Regions from separate parts of the Sus scrofa genome. Here region 2 is linked to region 1. Evidence: chromatin contacts called from public HiChIP or PLAC-seq data. All regions are on one chromosome and are shown on one strand. The core of a region is the stretch at or near the end of the contact, and the rest is flanking DNA. Distances in the headings are between cores, read along the strand shown. Region 1 has its middle 330 kb from the start of SVIL. Region 2 overlaps ZNF438 (zinc finger protein 438).

What was found. HiChIP or PLAC-seq counts read pairs in DNA pulled down with a chosen protein or histone mark.
Region 2: an H3K27ac HiChIP or PLAC-seq map of skeletal muscle shows a contact between it and region 1. The contact joins two enhancer-like sites. A contact is called at or near these places in 2 of 47 Hi-C or Micro-C datasets (embryonic fibroblasts and omental adipose tissue) and 1 of 2 datasets of contacts at active chromatin or transcription factors (skeletal muscle).

Annotation. Positions count from the first base shown.
Region 1 is chr10:41,499,936-41,503,570 of Sscrofa11.1, reverse strand. No RefSeq gene overlaps it. Among named protein-coding and RNA genes, the nearest start is that of SVIL, 330 kb to the right of the region's middle. Within about 2 kb of position 2,225, at least 32 of the 83 cell types and tissues checked have an H3K27ac peak or open chromatin away from gene starts, as enhancers often do. A contact at or near this core is called in skeletal muscle, where this site is marked.
Region 2 is chr10:41,753,246-41,757,032 of Sscrofa11.1, reverse strand. The region is part of intron 10 of ZNF438 (zinc finger protein 438); the gene reads left to right. Among named protein-coding and RNA genes, the nearest start is that of ZEB1, 260 kb to the left of the region's middle. Within about 2 kb of position 2,287, at least 14 of the 83 cell types and tissues checked have an H3K27ac peak or open chromatin away from gene starts, as enhancers often do. A contact at or near this core is called in skeletal muscle, where this site is marked.

The DNA of each region.
Region 1 (3,635 bases), core at 976-3,475:
GATCCAGTCCAGGAACTTCCATACAACATAAGTGTGGCCCTAAAAAGGGGGGGGAGGAGTAAATAGGAAAGAACGTGAGGATAATGAATACTCTTTCACTTACATTTGACCTTCATTTCCTTATAAACACCTGCGAAGACAGTGCAGACTTATTTAAAAGACCCAGATGGTATATAAAGCAGTGGAAAAGTGGGTGGGAAATTTCAGCCCAGGCAGGCTTGGACACAGATGAAGGAAACTGGGTCCTCAGTTGCACGGGGGTACCCGTGTCTCTCTGTTGCCGGGCACCCACAACACCCAAATGCCCATGGTGGGGCCCGGCGAACTATGGGCAAGGCTGTAGAGCTGTTCTGATGCATGAACGAAAGAAAAGGTTAAGAACATTGGATTTCTGATGAGGCCACGCTGCCTGATGCTCTGGTTCTTCACAGGTGCATTGTATGACAGGTGAATAAATGATTCTTATCTGTTTAATATCAGGGTGGAAAGGGCCTGCCAGCCTGCAGGGGTGGCTACAGCAGCTGATTTGTGCCCTACAGAGGCTCCAGGGCCACCTGGCAAAGCCAGCCCTGGGGATGTTGTAACTGCAGGCAGCTAGGCATTGAGGCTTGGCCGTTAACTGGCAGGGGGGGAGGCACAGACCCTCAGACCCCCTGGGAGGAGGGCACAGGAAACCCGGTCTGCATCATCTGTTTCTCCAGTGGAAGCCAGGCCCTCCTCCTAACCAGATGACCCAGCTGCTCCCAGGCTACCTGCAGGCTCAGGCAGGGGCTCATCTGGTTTAAGCTGGACAGATAAGGGGCTGTCTTACTGTTCCGTAAGCAGATGGGCAGGCGTCTTCCTAAGTGGGGGTCTGAGGAGTTCCTGCTGTGGTGCAATGGGATTGGGGGCATCTTGGGAGCACTGGGATCCAGGTTTGATCCCCGGCCCAACACAGTGGATTAAGGATCTGGCCTTGCTGCAACAGCGGCATAGGTTGCAACTGTGGCTCAGATCTGATCCCACGCCCAGGAACTCCATATGCTGCAGGGTGGCCAAAAAGAAGAAGAAGAAGAAGAAAAAAAAAAGATTTGCCTAAGTGGGGGGTCTGTCACATCATTTTCTTGTCCTGCCATCCCTCCGAGCACTGTCTCTAGACTCAGGGGCCTTGGAAGCCACAGGCTGCCCTTCAGGCGCCATGCTGCAGGCACAATTAATTTTCTAAAGCTGTCATGTCTCAGGAGCCCTCGACCTTTGAAAGATGCTGCTCCCTGGAGGAGAGATCGCAGCCTGGTCTTTGGGGGGGCCCCCACTTCAAGGTGCCAAGTGGCTCTAGCTCCTGATATCTGCAATGAGTGAGGTTGGAGGGTGACCTGCCAGCCCGCCCAGCCACCACCCCAGGTCTCTCCCTTGCCCTTCCTCAATACACAATTCCAGCTTCAGGATGACCAGTGGGCAATGCCATGCAAAACCAGACCCAGGCGGGGGCTTCCCCGGAGCCGGTGCAAACCCCGTGGACCTTGGCACCGCCTGGGATGCTGGCTCCTGGGGGAAGCAGGGCTTCCTGGTCTCCCTCTCCCTCCTGGCCGGCCTGCAGTTTCCTTCCTCTGGTTTTGTCATCTCGGTTCACTGCCAGGCACTTTCCATTGTCTGTGACTTCATCATGGACACAAGGCTCCGTCAGTTCAGCGAGTGAAGACGGAGCCAAATAGTTTCTGATGGACCTCATCCTCCCTCCAGTGGGCTCTGGGCAGCTGGCACACAAGACGGCTTCTTCCCCCCACCCCTCACCCATGTGTGAAGCCTTGGCTCCCTGCGGGCCTGGGGCCCCCTCTGCCGGCAGCCGGCCTGCATGGCACCCAGGGAGAGGCCTGGGAAGGGGTGGCCTTTGGGGCATCTTACCTAGGGAAGCTCAGAGAGCCAACAAGCATTTCTTTTGCCTCCTAAAATCACCAATGACTGGAGCAAAAGACAGATTTGGTCCAGCTGGTCATGCTTAACTGGGGGTCACTTGCTTTCCTAGGGTGAACCACCACCACTTCGGGTATGTGTGTGTGTGTATACAAGTTCAGATCATTGTCAGCGTGGTGCAGCGGTCTGGCCGCAATGCTGGGCACAGCATCCCACGATGCTCCTGTGGGCTTTCTTGTTCTAGGTCAATTTTCTGTTTGCTTCTTCACCCAGAGATCTTCCTGCTCACAGCAACTGGACAGGTTTCTGAGTCAACGTGGGAGTCTCTGAATGAGTCAGGGAGTGGGGTGGAGCCCTGAGGGAGAAAGGTCTGGAAATTAGGGCAAAATCAGAAGGCCTGTATCTTACAGCCCCTGGGGCCGGTCGCCAGGTTCTCTCCAAAGTGGCACGCAGCCTGGGACCTCCCCCCAGACCCCTGCCTCCCCTGCCTGCCCTGTGTGACCCACCCCCACCAGCCGGAGCTTCTGGCACCTTCCTGAACACACAGGAGGTTGATAGTCTACCAGGTGGACGGCAGTAGGCACCAGGCAGGCCATGCAGAGTAAAAATAGACCAGTGACCCCCCCCCCCCCCCCCGCAACACACACGGGTTGTTTTCTCCGGTGTCTCCCTGGCCGGATTTCCTGGGGAGTGGGAGTGTGAAAGCCCTGAGCATTTGTCACTTGCCTCAGGAAATCCTGGCTCCCCAGATGGCAGGGAGGACAAGCACCTCTGCAACGTCCGCCTCGGAGCTGGAGCCGGGCAGAGGCTCGTCAGAGGCCGGGGCTTGTCGTCCGGGGGTGGGGGGTGCTGGGGGGAGGGGCAGCGGCCTCTGGGGCCACTGGCCCATCTTAGGGGACGTGGTCAGCCATCACTTCAGAGCAGAGGGTGGCTCAGGGCCACTGACCAGCCTGGTGGGCGCTGGGTCTGCAGGTGCCACACGGCCCACCTGTTCCTCACCGCCTTCCTGTGATCCTTGCCCGCGTTTGCATCCCAACCTTCTTTCTCCCCCAGCCCGGCTCGTCTGTGGCCATCGATGCCAGGCCACTTGTCAGGACTCTGTGGGAGCCAGGGGAGGCCCTCCTGGGGGTCACGGGTGTGTGTGTGTGTGGGGGGGGGCTGTTGTTCTAGATGGATCTTCCCACACTGGCTGGGCGTGTGGGTCCCTTCGGCCCCACCCCCATGGGGACCAGCATTGCTGGGCCCCTGGAGCCTAACTCCTCCTGGGTCCCAACTCTGCTGACAGCTCCCTGGGGCCTGTATTCTATCCCCTTCCCCACCACAGGCCCCTCTCTTCTCCTGCCCCTCGTGGTCCCCTCTGGGCCTCTGGCTCTTATTCCCTCAGTGGCCACCCCTCCCATGGTCTTCCCTCTGTACAGTGGGACGTGAGCATGGCCTTGTCTGATGTAGGTCCTCGTTTGATGACAAGAGACCCTCACCTCAAATGCCCCCTTTATTGAATTCCCAGACACGTCAGTCCCAGACTCTGTCCCCGGGACCATGCTCCTCACCAGCGCTTTGTCAAACTACCCGCCTCCATGGGTCTAAACTAGGGGTGATGTGACCCCCTCAGGGGACAGCTGGCGACGTCTGGAGACCTTTTGGGTGCTTACAAGCGGGACAGTGCTGCTGGCCTGTTGGGTGGAGGCCAGGGCTGCTGCTGCTGAACCTCCCCGAATGCACATGGTGCCACCCCCCCCACCACC
Region 2 (3,787 bases), core at 1,038-3,537, 250 kb before region 1:
AGTGGGTGGGAGTGGAAATAATGTGTGCAACTCGTAAGCCACATTTGTATTCACATCTGCTGTAAGTCATGTTCTTTTATCCCCACCCCCAGGAGCATGGTGTTGGTGAGTCAGCTTCGGTCATACAGACTAGGGCAGTGCTCCAAGAGAGTGGTGGACAAGACAGGAGGAACCTCGGAACCTGGACCTTCCTGGGACCCCTTGTCTGCCCCTGAACCATGACACGGGAGGGAAATAAACTGCTCCTTTGTTTGAGCCACTGTGTTCTTGGTCTGGTCATAGCACAATAGCCCGTATCCTAGTTGATCCAGATGGCAGGGAGATAAGCAGGAAATGAACATGCAGAGTTAGATTTAAAATGGTTCTTGGTGATTTTTTTTTAGCCAAAGCTTTTTGTTTATATATTCTTTCAGCGAAAGTTTATTTTTCAGATTGTTTAGCAGAGAGTTTGGAAATAAGCTTTTTTACTTGAACGTCACTCCTATGATGATTATGATAGACTCCTTTTTATTTCGCATGCATGTTGTACGTATTTATAGAAAAGGTTGTATCCTCATATTTTCATGTGATATTTGTGATATCATGTGATACCTTTATTGCTTTAGCGTTCTCGAACTTGCACAGTTACGGTTACAGAACATTCATTTTACTATACTTTAATTAAAATGTAATTATTGTTGACCACTGTGGATTGAACTGTGCCCCCCCCATTTCTTTTGAAACCTTAACTTTCATCTCCACCCCATCCCATCCCCTGCCTCCATGACTATAGGAGGTGACTATGGTTAAAGGAGGTCGTGAGGGTGAATCTTGATCCCATGGAACGGGTGCCCTCACAGGAAGTCTTTCTCTGCCACATGAGAACAGGGAGAAGGAGGCTCTCATGGGACATTGATAAGACAGAGACACAATGTCTGGGGAGTTTATTAGTTCGGCATATTCATTTATTTTGAAATGGGAGAGTTGTGAGGATTGGGGTGCAGTGGGCCGAAAGCCCGATGAGAAGGGGAGGTTGAAGATGGGGAGGGGTTGGGTAAATGACGGGAGCGCTCCCTAAGGAGGTGGGCTGGATGCCTTGGGCTCCAGAGCTCTGGTGGAAGGTTAGCTTTGGGCAGGAAGAGGGACATCCGTCCTCCATGCTGCCAGGAAGGAGGTAAGAGCAGGCGGGCGGTTGTTGATCACTGAGAAGGAGGAAACCCAGGGTGTCTGACCTAATAACCTCTCTTTTGTTTCTGTGGAGGTGATGTCATTTGCTGAGCGGAGGGGAGAATAGAAAGCTTGAAGAAAGTCATGGAAGCTTGGAATTGTTTCTGCGGGATGTGAGCCGGGGACCTCGATGGGAGGCCCTAAAAAAGACTGGTGGCCACTGATGGGAGACTGTGTGTTTGCAGAGTCCTCAGTCCACACGGTTGGGGCTTTTTAGAGGAGAGACCTTTGGGTGGTTGGGATGTGAGAGTAAAGAGGTAGAGCCTTAGGTTGGTTTAGGGAAGGACAGGCCTGCAAGACAGTTGAGAGGTTAGGCAAAGGAGTGGGTAAGGCTGGGTGATCAGATCCTTAGTCACAGTAGACAAGAAGTAAAACTTAGGAATGGTTAATGGATCAGGAACAAAAACAGAGAGGGGGCCAGGGAAACCCGGAGGCCTCAACATGTTTAAGATCGAGTCAGACTTACTCATTCACTTACTCAACTTGTGGAACATTTATCTTCCAGACACTGTTCCCTGGTGGTACCTGGATCAGAGCAGTAATCAAAACAAAGTCCATACCCTAGTAGAGCTCACTTCCAGTGGGGAGGTAGACAGCAAACATAGATACATAATTTCAGATGAGAAGAAAATGCTGAAGAATGAAGAAGCATCAGAGGCTAGAGAGTGATGGTGTGAAGAGGAAGAAAGGGCCTCTGAGCAGACTTGAGCATAGCCAGAGCCCAGCGGTGCCTGTGGGTCAGGAGCCAGCAGGGTCAGAGCCCTGGGCAGGGAAAGGGAGCAGGCATGAGGAGGAGAGAGGTGACTTAGCAGGGGCCTGGTCCGTCCAGACTGCAGTAAGTATTTAGGATTTTATTCAGGCATCCTGGGAAAGACCCCCATCCATCACAGGAATGACTATCTACTTTCTGCTGTTCACCTTCAGTGCTTTGTGGGAAGTGATTGGCAGTGGGAGGCAAGGAATCTGGGGAGCCAGAAGGATGAGAGACTGGTCCACAAGCAGCCTTTTGGAGTTGGAGATCACAGCAGCCCGGTGCCTCTAGGGGAAGGATCCCGAGGCTGCTCCTTTAAGCAGACGCACCCACTCCACAATAGGCATTCCTGTCAGTGGATAAAGGCCTGACCCTGACCCTGACCCTTGGCCAAGACCGCACCCTTCCTGTTTTTGACTCTGGTCCCCACCAGCTTCATTATTCATTCTCCCCTTTTGTCCTCACCTGGTCGTCCAGATCGGCTGCACATTGTTGTCTGCCTGGCCTAGACTTCCTCTAGAATTAGCTTTTCAGATCTTTGTGTCGCCATCTGATTTCGGTCTTCAGAAAACATCCTTGGAGGCCTAGTGCTCTGCCTGTGTACGGCGCTTCTCTGACCCCCCAAAGCAACCCTGAGATGCCTCCAGAAAATGCCTAGCCTCCCTGCTCACGGTGTGGAAAAGCCCTGTCTTGAACTATGATGCTGCCTCTTGTAGGGAGCGGGCCAGGCCATCTTCTGGATCACCTCGGATCACACCCTCCTGGTTCAGCTGGGCTTCATAATTCTTAGGCACCTCTAGCCGAAGGGAGCCTGGGGACCTTCAGTTAGAAGGTGGCGTGTTGAGGGTACTGGGAACTGGAGACAGGCATGGTGTCTCTCCCCCAGTTTAGTTTTCCTTGCTGGCTGTTACTTCATTTACTAAATTTGCACAGTAAAGATGGATGTATTTCTAATAATAAGCCATGAGTTCTGCCTTTCCTTCTCAACAAGTTCTTTTATCAATCCTAGTTAAGAATATTCAGTGTTTTTTTTGGTTTTTTTTAATAACAAAAGAACATGGATATGTTTAATTTCAAATGTAGCATTAGTGAGAACTCATGAAGAGAGAAAACATCATTTAGAGTTTTCCTGGGCCACTCAGGGCTGGGCCTTCTGACTTCTGGGCATTATCGGGTCCTGTGCTCTACATTACAAATGCTTTGATAGACCAGGTTAGAACTCCCTTTTTAAGTTGGTGGATTTGTAGGTCTCTGTTTTTGGCTTTGTGGGTTTTGCTTAAGATTTTTATTTTTTCTATCATAGTTGATATACAATGTTCTGTCTTTATGTTTAATGGAACTATTACGACATTTTTATTTAGCACAGAGTAGGAACTGGCCAGAATAGAGACTTCGAACTTTCAGATTTTTCTGATTAAAGGTAAAAATAGGAGAATTTCCTCCTCTAGTCAAGTTTTACTTTGACAAGTGTCATTAAAGTGAGCATTGCTGATTACAAAAAGGGTTGATAAGAAGCAAATGAGGGCTTACTAAGGTCAATACTCACAGCAAGGTCGTCCCAGGCCACAAATTAATTTGGCACTTTGGATCTTTTTAAAAAACAGAATATTACTTTCATTAAAATCTGTAATGTTTCTTCTGAGTTGAGGGTGGATCTTTAAGCATTAAGATGAAACATGTCTTTCTTTGGGCAGTTTGCTATCAAGAATTTGACTTAGGGCTAAGGATTTTGCATAATACCTCCAAATTATAAGACTAATGAGGACAAGGATTTGGTTGTGCACACATGCATCCTAAGCTGGGGGTCAAGCATGGTACCTGTTACGTAAC